Regions from separate parts of the Vulpes vulpes genome. Here region 2 is linked to region 1. Evidence: chromatin contacts called from public Hi-C data. All regions are on one chromosome and are shown on one strand. The core of a region is the stretch at or near the end of the contact, and the rest is flanking DNA. Distances in the headings are between cores, read along the strand shown.

Region 1 (6,648 bases), core at 2,208-4,707:
GCAGAGCTAGGTAAGAGGTGCTAGCATGTATCTCCTGGGAAGACAGCATCCTTCCCTTCTGAAATCCCTCTTGCAAGGTCACACACGGATCCCTAGGGGCAAATCCAGTCTTCTGTCATCTTTACTTTTTAGCAACATCTGGCACAGCTGGCCACCACCTCCTTGAAATACCTCCCTTTGGGCACTGCCACAAACAGCAACCTCACTGGCTTTCCCACATTCCCTTGCTCCCTCTCCTTCCTACATTTAGCCTGGGAAAGTTGTTTTAATTTCATTCAATTGTAGTACTGGTTTCAAAAGTAGAATTAAGTGATTCATCACTTACATATAACACACAGTGCTCATCCCAACAAGTGCCCTCCTTAATGCCCATCCCTTTTTGTTCTCCATATCTGAGTCTTTTATGGTTTGCCTGTTTGTATCTCACTTTATTTTTTCTTCCCTGTTTTGTGACTTAAATTCTACATATGACTGAAATCATATTTGTCTTTCTCTGACTTATTTTGCTTACAATAATACACGCCAGTTCCATGTTGCAAGTGGCTAGATTTCATTCTTTTTGATCACTAATATTCCATTGTACATATATACCACATCTTCTTTATCTATTCATTGGTGGACAGACATCTGGGCTCTTTCCATAATGTGGGTAGCCTGTGGATGTTGACATCTCAAAGCCTGTTTCTCAGCCCTTTCTCTATCCACACTCTTCAAGCAATCTCATCCATTCCTATGAATAATGTTTTATTAAGAAAATTTTCAATTAAATGCAAAACAGTATAACAAAACCTACATATCTATCAACATTTAGCATTCCTATATACTGACAACTCCTAAATGTAACGTGTAGTCCAGACATCTCCTTTGAAGAGTCAAATAGATCAAATAGGCCAAATACCTTTCCATTTGAATAGCTCACAGCCATCTCCAACTTTACCAGGTTCAGAAGTGCTCTGGATTCTCCCTTCCTGTTCTTCCTTCTCTGAATTAGGAGCAAGCTCCCAGATGGCAACAACTTTATTCACTGATATTTCCCAACAGCGCCTGGCACATTATGGGCACTCATATGCCTGTAGAACAAGGGACTTTCGGGAAATGGCACCAGCATCTGCCCAGTTGGCCACAACCCTTGATTCTGTCTGCTTTCCAAATCAGATTGGTATGTTAAAAACACAGGCCAGATCCTGTCACACTAGAATTTATATCTTTAAATGTCTTCCGTGGCTTTCAGTATAAATTCCAAACTCTCTAAAATGGCTTGCAAGGCCTGGAATTATGGGGCTACTGCTCCCTGCCACCGTCTTCTAGCCTCTCTTCCCTTTACTATGCTCCCCTTCCTAGGCTTTTCTGGAGCTTGCTGGTATGCCTCACTCCTTCCCAGTCAGGGCTTTCCTGCACACTGACCCTTCAGGCTGCAGCTCAATGGCACCTTCTTGGAGAGGCCTTCCATGATTTCATGTGGTAGGTTCCCTGATGTTCTCTGACACCACTACCTCAATCTTTAAGTCTGTATGGGTTTTTACCTCTGCCATATGGCTTGCTGGGCATAGTGACCATGACTATTATGCTGAGTTCCACAAAACTTCAAAGACATATACACTCATATACATTCAGTATTTGTAGAAGCAGTGAATTAATTGGGTCTAGACTGAGGCCTAAAGAACATCTACAGTTAAGGCAGTCAAAAGATACAAGGGGCCTGAGAGAGTAATCCAAGAGCTGACATGTTGTGCTTCAGTTTCAAGAGCATTTGACCCCACAAGAAGTGGGGGTACTGGGCAGACCCAGGTCCAAATCTCCAGTTTACTACTTTTGTGACTATGGGATCTATAGGTGAATATGCTGGGTCTTTTTGGAAAAAAGAAAATATAAATTTCACAGTTTCTTATCACCTGTGTGAAAAAAAATAAGACACAGCAGATGCTCAGTAACAGAATGAAAATAAAAGGTTGATTTGTTCATCAACTTGGAAACATAAACATCAAATTTGGAAACACAAGGGGGATCCCTGGGTGGCTCCGCGGTTTGGCACCTGCCTTTGGCCCAGGGTGTGATCCTGGAGACCCGGGATCGAATCCCACATCGGGCTCCCAGTGCTTGGAGCCTGCTTCTCCGTCTGCCTGTGTCTCTGCCTCTCTCTCTCTCTCTCTGTCTATCATAAATAAATAAATCTTAAAAAAAAAAAATTTGGAAACACAAGGTGGACATTAGTCCTAGGAAGGGAAGGGTGCCAGGCCTGAAGCCTGATAAACTTGAGTTCAAATGCCTTTTCCAGCTGGATGTCTCACCTCCATGGAGGTTACGTCTCATCTATAAAATGCAGATCCTGTTACTTCCTTAAGATTGGTACTAGGATTAAATTAAATAAACTCTCTGGCCCATAATAAGTGTTTAAAGAACAGGCAGTCCCTTTACTCTTTTGTTAAGCAGCAACTGAATTTAGTTCTAGAGGCTCGTTATTAAACCACAGATAACGTTTAAGTGACAAATGTAAAGAAAGCAAGAAAGCAAATCTATGTAAGTCAGTAGGAGCTTGGTTTTTGATGGAAAACAGGACATGGATGTGTCAGAGGGATGAATTCAAGAGAGCTGAATATTTAATCCACAGAGGTTAGAAAAAGTCTAAAGTTGAACCCAAGGCCTACTTGGGGCTGATGACTTGTAAAACCTTCCTGATCGTCACCTACTTCTCCACCCCACTCCGACGGCCGGCAGCGCCGAGCCCACCCGCGACGCCCCCGCGCTCCCGGGGCTCACCGGCAGGCGCTCTTCTCCCCCCTGGAGCTCGGTGCTGTCCGCGGCGCCACTCGCAGAGCGGACCCCAGGCCCTGCGCACAGCCCGCCCTGGGCGCCCGCGAGCAGCCGGATGCCGAGCCCAGGGCCTGGGTCGCGCCGGGTCAAGGTCCCACAGGCCAGGCCCACACGGCGCGCGGACGTGGCCTGGGCACCGGGCGCCGTCCCCCCGTGACCTTGAGCACGGCCGGCCGGGACAGCGCTCTGACTGTGCCGAGGCCCTCACGCGCCCCGCCCCGGCCCCCGCTGCCCGGGGCCTGCTCAAGGGAGCGCTGGCGGGCCGTGGACCCGCGCCCTCCGCCCTGGCGGCCACTCCGCGGCCGGTCCCGGGAGGGCAGCGCTGCTCACCGGAGCACAGGCTGCAGGCTGCAGGGAGCGGCCCGCCGCAGGACGCCGCCGGCCCAGGCCGCTCCACAGGCCTGCACAACTCGCGCCGCCATCTTGCTCTGGCGCCTGGGCTCCCGCCGCGCGGGCCGCCGCTGACGCCGCCGACGCCGCCCCACGGCCACCACCGCGACCCCTCCCCCGGCCGGGCCCGCCGAGGCGGGGGTGGGGCGGGGCGGGGCCCGCCGAGTGGGGCGGGGCGGGGCGGGGCGGAGCGGGGCTCGGCCCGCCGGGGCTGGGGGCTGAGGGCGTGGCCGCCAGGGGCAACTGACGGCGAAGCAGGAGAGGACATCGCCCCCTGCGGAAGAAGCTGGGTGTCCTGACCCGCCTGCGCAGGAGAAATATGAGCAGACGTTACTGTACAGTACCGGCTCTGCGGTTTAGCGCCGCCTGCGGCCCAGGGCCTGATCCTGGGGTCCTGGGATCGAGTCCCACGTCGGGCTCCCGGCATGGAGCCTGCTTCTCCCTCTGCCTGTGTCTCTGCCTCTCTCTCTTTTAAATAAATAAGATCTTAAAAAAAAAAAAAAATTCTGGATTGTTCGTTGCTTGGGTGCTGAGTTTGATAAGTCCAGTCATGAAATGAGCAGAAGATATGAACAAAAATTTTTCTAAAGACATACACATGGCCAACAAGCACGTGAGAAAATGCTCCGCATTGCTTTTTATTAGGGAAATACAAATCGAAACCACAATGAGATCCCACCTCACACCAGTGAGAATGACGAAAATAACAAGACAGGAAACCACAAATGTTGGAGAGGATGCGGAGAAAGGGGAACCCTCTTGCACTGTTGGTGGGAATGTGAACTGGTGCAGCCTCTCTGGAAAACTGTGTGGAGGTTCCTCAAAGAGTTAAGAATAGTTAGTTACCCTACACCCAGCAATTGCACTGCTGGGAATTTACCCCAAAGATACAGATGTAGTGAAACCCAGGACACCTGCACCCAATGTTCATAGCAGCAACGTCCACAATAGCCAAACTGTGTAAGGAGCCTCGATGTCCTTCCACAGATGAATGGAGAAAGCAGATATGCTATATGTATACAATGGAAGACATCAGAAAGGATGAACACCCACCATTTGATTCGACGTGGATGGAACTGGAGGGTATTATGCTGAGTGAAGTAAGTCAATCGGAGAAGGACAAACATCATATGGTTTCACTTATATGGGGAATATAAGAAATAGTGAAAGGGATTATAAGGGAAAGGAGGGGAACTGAGTGGGAAAAATCAGAGAGGTAGACAAACCATGAGAGACTCCTAACTCTGGGAAACAAAGGGTTGCAGAAGGGGAGGTGGATGGGAATAATGGGATAACTGTGTCGCAGGCACTAAGGAGGGCACTTGATGGGATGAGCACTGGTGTTATATGTTGGCAAATTGAATTTAAATTAAAAAGAATCATTCTGGATGTAAACATATTGAAGTTATCTCGTGGTCTAGGGACTACATTGTTCCCGTTCATCCCAACCTTGGTTGGTGCTGCCACCCCCATCTGTTAGGGCAGGATATGAACCAACAACTGGCCGAGTGTGTCAAGTGTTGGCAGGAAGAGGCTCACAAGAGGCGACATGAGAGAGGGCACTGAGGGGACACGAGTTGACCCATGGAAGGGAGGGCATCTCAGGCCAAGAAGCAGGTCATGATGGCACGGTTTAGGGAAAATGTATCCTGGGTAAGATAAAAGCCACAAATGTAACCTTGAAAGCTGCAACCAAGACAAGTTAGGCAGAAAGGGAGTCAGTGAGAGAAGGGGGAGAAACAAGGAATAGGCCCCAGCCTGAGGGGAGCATTTGGAGGGCAGTCCAAATCTGCGGAGGCCAAGAGGAAACTGCCCTCAGGACTGCAAAGCTGGGACGTCTCTGTGATCCAGGCAGGCCTCTGCCTAAGAGGGGTGGGGGCAGGAGCTGGGCTTCCTGGAGGCAAAGGCAGCTTTGGAGTTTTCTGACTGGAGGACTATTTGAACATGTTAATAATGTCAGGGAGCCATTATGGAGGACATAAAGTGTCATAAAGGATGGAGGAGTGGCAAGGATTTGCTCCAGACCGGGGACATACATATCTCTTGGAGGCCATTAGAAAAAAGACCAAGGGACACAGGACAAGAGACCAGAGGCTGTGTGGCTGAGCGGGTTCCTGATCTCAACTGGCTTATGCTTAGTGAGCTGGTTAAGAAACCCGGATAGACAGGGCAGCCCCGATGGCCCAGGGGTTTGGCGTTGCCTTCAGCCCGGGGTATGATCCTGGAGACCCTGGATCCCCCCCCTCGTCAGGCTCCCTGCATGGAGCCTGCTTCTTCCCTCTGTGTGCCTCTCTCTGTCATAAATAAATAAAATCTTGAAAGAAAGAAGAAAAAGAAAAAGAAAGACAGACAGAAAGAAAGAAAGCTGTTAGACCCAAAAGGGAGGCCAAAATGAGCTTTCCCCAGAGCAGAAAGTACATGTCCCAATCCTCCACTGCAGGAAGCAAGCTTCTTCAAGCCAGTGATGTCGGTGTGCCCTTTGTGACTTTCTCACACATTCTCCCAACTTCCCAGCTATTTTTTAAGAGACCAATGCTTTAAAATATATTTTCCTGAAAAATTTTTTTTTTCCCTGAGATGTAAGCTTGATGTTGCTTTTGTGCTACTTAGAATTAGGCCACTTACTCTGCATCTTTCCCTCCACTATCCTCTTGCTCTGGAGGACCATTAACCCAATGCTTTTTACTGGTGGGGCGGGGGATGGGGAAGTACTCTTATCTCACAGGTGTACAGCTTAGGTTACTCAATGCCACTAAAGAAATACAGGGCATATTCCTGGAACATAATTTTTACACCAAGATTATTAGGAAAAATATCTTAAGATTTAAAAAAAGAGTATATATAAGCATTTTAAATATGAGGTTTTTGAGATGGCTTGCACAGGTGTCCTGTTTTTTCCAGGATAACAGGTTCCATTTAACCCCACCTGTCGGAGACCTAGACACTCTTTTGCTTGTTGGAACATCATCTATCTAACCTCTTTTCCTCTTTCCTCACCCAGTTCAGTTTTGATCTTAGGACTAATCTTTGAACAGATCTGTCTCTATCCCTCTAATCTTTCCCCTTTCAGTCCCATTCTTTACACCGATGCTATTACTTTTATTGGAGTGTGAATCTAATTATATCATTCTCTTTAAAAATGTCAAAAACCCACAACCACTTACAGTATAATTTCCACCTATTTCTCTACCTGAGCTCCACTCATGTTCAAAATGTCCCAGCAGTCGTCATCAGCTTGCAGAACCCCTTGGTTATGCTCCTTTCTCTCATATTTTCAGGATTTTACACTACCTAGAATGCCCTTTCCACAACCCTCACCTATTAGCCTGGAGACTGTTCTTTTAAGATTCCATTCAAGCACTATCTAGCCTTTTCCGGGAAGTTATCCTAATTTCTTCCCCCAACCCACCAAGTGCCTCTCTCCTATGAAGAAACATGCACATACCT
Region 2 (6,242 bases), core at 3,711-6,210, 140 kb before region 1:
CCAGGCTGCCCAAAATGAACTTCTTTGTCTAAAATATCACATTCATAACATTTTCACCCTTCATATATCTTAATTGCATTTATCACTGAGAGAGCATATACTACATATTTTTTTATTGTCTGCCTCTTCTAGAATATAAAATTCATAAGAGCAGGGACTTTATCCTGAAAGTCTAAAACAATATCCGGTATATGGTAGATGTTTAGTAAATATATGCCAAATGAATTAATGAGGTTTAAATTATTTAAATTTTCCTCATTTTCATTAAAGGATTTTTTAAAGGATTTAGTTGTTTGTACATACATATATGTATTTATTTAACAGGCATTTCTTTTATACCTACTGTGAACAGGAAATGGAGGTATGGGCAAAGGTGTTTCTAATCTTACAGGGGAGCTAGACAAATACAAAAATAATGCAAATGCATGAATAAATGAGGAAGAGAAAGAGGTGTTGAATATAAGCCATAGTCAGCTCTGAGTTTGCGAATGAGTGTCACAAGTCTCATCAGAGGGATATCAGAGACAAGAGCAAGCTCTGCTATGGCCCAAAGGCAGACACAGGGAGTCACTCCACCATAGGCCTTGGGCAGGCCATATGACCTGGCTGAATCTCTATTTCTCTTTCTGCTACCTTATGAGGTGGTTGCAATAATTCATTAGAAAGTAATGAGATAGGGACGCCTGGGTGGCTCAGTGGTTGAGCATCTGCCTTCGGCTCAACATGTGATCCTGTGGTTCCAGGATCAAGTCCTGCTCCCAGCTCCCTGCAGGGAGCCTGCTTCTCCCTCTGCCTGTGTCTCTTCCTCTTTCTCTCTCTCTCTCTCTCTCTGTGTCATGAATAAATAAAATCTTTAAAGTAAATAAATAAAATCTTATTGCAATGATATCAGAATTCATTCAGAGCTCTGAGGCAAGATAGCAAAGACAGATCATAGCACCTGCTTTTAAACATCATCTCAGAAGCTAGAATTGTTTAGCAATCTGTGAACTGACAAGTAAGGGGTTTATATAAAGGGGCATAGTAAAATGGAAGAAACTATTATCTAAGGGTCAGAAGATCTCATTCTCAGCCTGGCTCTGCTTTTTATTAGTTATACAACCTCCAGGAAGTTGTTAAACTGTTTTGTCATCTGGAAAATTGGGACAGTAATATTTCACCAGGTTCTTATAAAGATCAAGAAACATAATATATGGCTTTGATTGTTGCATCTAAATCCATTCCCTACACTAGAAAGATCAATGACTCCTTGGAAGAAATGGCTGATTCCAGGTCTGTGGCATACAATGTATAAGATGAGCCTGGATGGACACTGTGGTTCACCAGAAAACAAGACTACTAGGTTAATGCCAATACAATGTAGGAATCACATGAAGGAGCTCCCACTGGCCAAAGACTGAACAATTTGAGTATTAAAAAAGAATAAAAATGGGGACGCCTGGGTGGCTCAGTGGTTGAGCATCCGCCTTTGGCTCAGGGCGTGATCCTGGGTTCTGGGATCGAGTCCCACATTGGGCTCCATGCATGGACCCTGCTTTTCCCTCTACCTAAGTGTCTCTCTCTCTCTCTCTCTCTCTCTCTTTGTGTCTCTTATGAATAAATAAATACATAAAATCTTTAAAGAAAATAAAGAATAGTCCCACACAGGCTCCCTCCATGGAGCCTGTTTCTCTTTCTGCCTATGTCTCTGCCTCTCTCTGTGTCTCTCATGAATAAAGGAAATCTTAAAAAAATAAAAATAATAAATAATAAAAAAGAATGAAATTGATTGAACACATTGTTTTTTTTTAAAAGATCCATGAGTTTATAATGATTCTCAAGAATCTACTTGAGAAAGAAAAAAAGTAGAGTCTATTAGAACCTGAAAACTCATTTTTTCCATTTTTTTTTTTTTAGGTTTTATTTATTTATTCATGAGAGGCAGACATAGAGCGTGATGCAGGCTCCTTACAGGGAGCCCGATATAAGACTCAATTCCTGGGCCTGGGATCACACCCTAAGCTGAAGACAGATGTTCAACCACTAAGCCACCCAGGCATCCCTGAAAACTCATCTTTTTTTTTTTTTTTAAGATTTTATTTATTCATGAGAGACAGAGAGAGAGGCAGAGACATAAGCAGAGGGAGAAACAGGCTCCACGCAGGGAGCCTGATGTGGGACTTGATCCCACATCTCCAGGATCACGCCCTGGGCTGAAGTTGGAACTAAACCGTTGAGCCACCTGGGCTGCCTGAAAACTCATCTTTAAAAGGCAATTAGGGGCACCTGGCTGGCTCAGTTGGAAGAGCATGTGACTCTTGATCTCTGAGTCATGGGTTCAAGCCCCACATTAGGTGTATAGATTACTTAAATAAAGAAACTTAAAAAAATAAAAGGGAATTAAATATTTTTAGCCTTTCTTGTCAAAATGTATTTCAGAGTAACCAAATGGCCTGGGAATGACTGAATTAAAAAATTACATTTCAGGGATCCCTGGGTGGCGCAGCGGTTTGGCGCCTGCCTTTGGCCCAGGGCGCGATCCTGGAGACCTGGGATCGAATCCCACATCGGGCTCCCGGTGCATGGAGCCTGCTTCTCCCTCTGCCTGTGTCTCTGCCTCTCTCTCTCTCTCTGTGACTATCATAAATAATAAAAAAATAAAAAAATAAAAACATAAAAAATTACATTTCAAAAAAAAATTACATTTCATAGACCATAATGAAAGCAAATGAAAACAATAGCAAATAAAGAAATGAAATATAGATGAAATCATTAGATAAAAGTTTATGTGGAACCACATTCACAATTGCAAGGAAAGGCTGTTACCACCTGATCTCACTGATCAGTCATAGCATCCCTAAAATTGGCACAGTGAGCTATTGTGGATATCCTGGTGTGATGCCAACACACATTACTTCCTAGGAAGTTTTCTTGTTCCTCAAATTGAATCTGAGTATAAACAACCCTCTAGATCCAATGTCAATTTACAGGAAATATAAAAGAGAGAGGAACAAGTTAAATGATACCAGGAAGCAGCAGACAAATTCACAAAGTGGGACATTTTACAGGACAACTGACCCAGTTTCTGCAACACATCACTGTCAGGGGAAAACGAAAAGGACAGGGAAGCTGCCCTAGAATATGAGAGACTTCCTTGTAAGCTTCGTGTATAGATTTCATATATATTTTGAATTGTATTCTGATGTCTCTTGGACAACCAGAGAAATGTGATCCCAGAATTAAGATAATAAGGGGACTGGTTGATTTTTGTCAGGTGTGAAAATAACACTCCAGTTATGTAAGAAATAAATCTGAAATTTTTCAGAGCGAAGTATTGAGAAATATAGGGGTGAAAGGACATAAAGTCTGCAGCAGAGAAAGAAAGGGAGATGTGAAGGACATGTGACAGGGTCATGACGATTGTTGAATCCCTGTGATGGGAGTTCACTGTTCTATACTTTGCACTTTTAAGATATCTGAATATTTTCATAACAACAAATTCTAAAGAGATTTTTTTTTTTTTAGGGCTGCCTGGGTGGCTCAGCTGGTTAGGCGTCTGCATCCCTCTGGGGTCCCGATCTCAGGTCCTGGGATCCAGCCCCACATGGGCCCTGCTCAGCGGGGCGGGGGGGGGGGGGGGGGGGGGAGGGGCGTCTCCATCTCCCTCTCTTCATCCCGCTTCAGTTCTCTGCATGCTCATCTCACTCAAGGAAATAAAATATTTTTTAAAGAGATTTTTTAAAAAGAACCTGTGTGGGAGAGTAGTAAAAGGATAAATACTAGTTTCTCGCCTTGGCAATGGCAAATGTAACCCGTGGGCGGAAGAGAACCCCTCTGGGTACTTTATTAAGCGCACTGCCCCCGGACGGCTCCACGGAGAACCGCCGCCCGCCCAGAGCGCCGGGGTGCAGGCCGCGAGCCGGGGACGTGCTGCGGGGAGCGCGGGATGGGACTCGGCGCTACGGGCACGCGGGGGGTCACACACGTGCCCAGGGTCGTTGTCTCTTAAGCATGGAGATACTTCTCATCTATTAAAGAGAAAATCCTCTAGAGGATAGCCTCAGATTCTGTGGGAAGAGGATTACCTGGGCTGGCGGAGCCTCCGAGAACGGGCGCTCAGCGCAGGGCCTCCGCGAGGGCAGCGCTGAGGCCGGCAGGGACGCGACCACGAGGCGCGGGGGTGGACGCAGGGGCTGCGGCGCTGCAGAGCTCGCCGACGACTGCCCCCTCACCCCTCGGCCCCCGACGCCCCGCCGCAGCCCGCGGGGCCGCACACCCAGTGCACCGAGGGCCCCGCACCGCCGCCCGCTGCTCCCGCCCTCACCCCAGAGCCCCGCGCGTCGCGGCCAGCTCCGGCGTCTCCCACCGAGGACTTGCGCTCCCGCTCGGTTCCGGCTGTGGTCGCGGGCGCGGAGCCCGCTCCGTTGCTGTCCGTCCCTGAGCTCGAGGCACTCGTGCTCCTGAGCAACCCCGGGAGGGTGGGAAGGAGAAAGGGCTAACGGGCCCTGGCCTCCCAGCCAGAAACACTTGCACGTCAGATGCCTCCGATACGCCAGTGAGAGCTGGAGCGCGGGCCCGCGGAGCAGCGAGCTCCACGCGGCTCGACCCCAGGGCCCCGGGGCCACGACCTCGGCCGCCCAGGAGCCCCGGGACACGTTCGGCCCGTTCACACGGACAGAGGTCTTAGGAGTCCAGCGCTGGGACACCAGACCCGGCCTCCAGGAGCGAACGTCTCACGCCCCCGCGCGCCCCCCAACCGCAGCTGTACCCGGAGGGGTGCAGACCCGCCTTCCCGGCGCACTCCGTCGCCGCGGTAGGGGCTCGGGGGCGACCCGTCGGGCCCCAGGCACCCAGCGCTCAGCCGGGTCCGCCGAGGGCCCGTCTCGCGCTGGCGGCGCGGGCTCGCGGCTCGCAGCTCTCCCGGGGAGCGCCGGGACGCCCTCGGGCTCTGTGACGTCAGCCGCAAGCCCCGCCCCGCGGGCAGGGCGGTCCCGAGGGGCGCGCGCGGGCGGGCGGCCCGGGGGCGGGAGACATGGACGCGGCCCTTCTGGGCGCAGAGGCTCAGGTCCGGCCGCAGCCTCCCGAGGGGTGGCCGCCCGGGAGCTCGGACGAGGAGCCCTGCGACTGCCTGGATTACTACTACCTGCGCGACTTCCCGGCCTGCGGGGCCGGGCGCAGCAAGGGTCGGACGCGGCGCGAGCGGGAACTGCGAACCAACTGGCCGGTGCCCGGCGGCCACGAGCGCAAGATCGCGCAGAAGCTCGTCAACGGCCAGCGCAAGCGCCGCCAGCGCCAGCTGCAGCCCAGGGCGCGCACTCGCCTCCCCTGAGCGCAGGTGCGTGTGGGCGGCCGCGGACCCCGCCCCCCGGGAAGCCCCGCTCGCGCCGGCCCCCTCGCGAGGCCGCTCTGCGCTGGCCTGGCGCCGCCGGACCCCTAACGCCAACGTATCTGGGCTGTGCTCAGAATAACGTAGAACTACCTTCTGGATTTTGTAGTTGGGAGAAGAGGCTGGGAGACGCAGAAACATCTTTTTTAAAATAGAAGTGGAGAATTTACTTCCAGTGTTTATGCATGGGCTAAAGAGAGTTTTCTTTTTGTCAGTTTTCTGCAGGATACCCGAAGGCCTTGATAAAAGTATTTTCCCTGACTCCAGCTGTAACTGGTCGTAAGGGAGAAAATCCATGTTGGTCAACATCACTTCTTTTCGACATCGCTTAAGTTTACTGCTTCAGTATCTTTCCCTTACTGATTGTTAATTAAGTAACATCCAAGTGTCCAAGTGGGTATGCCTTTTTAGGGTTTTTAATTAAAAGCAGCAAGAGTGGCATTTTAATTCTGGTTTTGTTTTTTCCAGTTGCTACGGTAACTCGTTTCCGTTTCAGGTCCAAAAATGAACAAATAAGTTTGTCTTATGCGTAAAGATGAATGGGGGGGGGAGAACAAAGATAGGAATCTGTACAAGATTTCATAGATGTAGTGTGCAGTTTAATATTTTTTGCCAGAATAGGAATACATTTCGTTGTAATAGTGTTTTGAACATTTGCTAGGTTCTCTGCACTGCTGATCTCACAATCCTTTCAGGTGGACGCTGCTACTCTCGTTTTATAGAAGGGATTCTACAAAGACCAGTTATTGCAGATACTCAAAAGTATTCACTCCTTACAGCATCAGTTTTCCTCTACTGTAGGCAATATTCTGTGATTCAGAACCATCCCCAAACTCCATGTTCAACAACAAGAATTGAGTTGTGGCTTAAAAATTAT

Evidence for each region. Hi-C and Micro-C count contacts between places; a contact is called where the count stands out from the background.
Region 2: a contact with region 1 is called in a Hi-C map of skeletal muscle, with 3 times the contacts expected there. The contact joins the promoter of NUPR2 here to the promoter of NIPSNAP2 in region 1. A contact is called at or near these places in 2 of 3 Hi-C or Micro-C datasets (both in skeletal muscle).

Annotation. Positions count from the first base shown.
Region 1 is chr3:74,962,243-74,968,890 of VulVul3, reverse strand. NIPSNAP2 (nipsnap homolog 2) reads right to left here and starts at 3,457. Exons shown (of 10, transcript XM_072752748.1): 1 at 3,142-3,457. The coding sequence starts at 3,233.
Region 2 is chr3:75,104,182-75,110,423 of VulVul3, reverse strand. NUPR2 (nuclear protein 2, transcriptional regulator) reads left to right here and starts at 4,960. Exons shown (of 2, transcript XM_026017502.2): 1 at 4,960-5,314; 2 at 5,581-5,812. The coding sequence starts at 5,012. The coding sequence ends at 5,308. It overlaps CHCHD2 (coiled-coil-helix-coiled-coil-helix domain containing 2), which reads left to right and starts at 5,005. Exons shown (of 4, transcript XM_026017501.2): 1 at 5,005-6,242.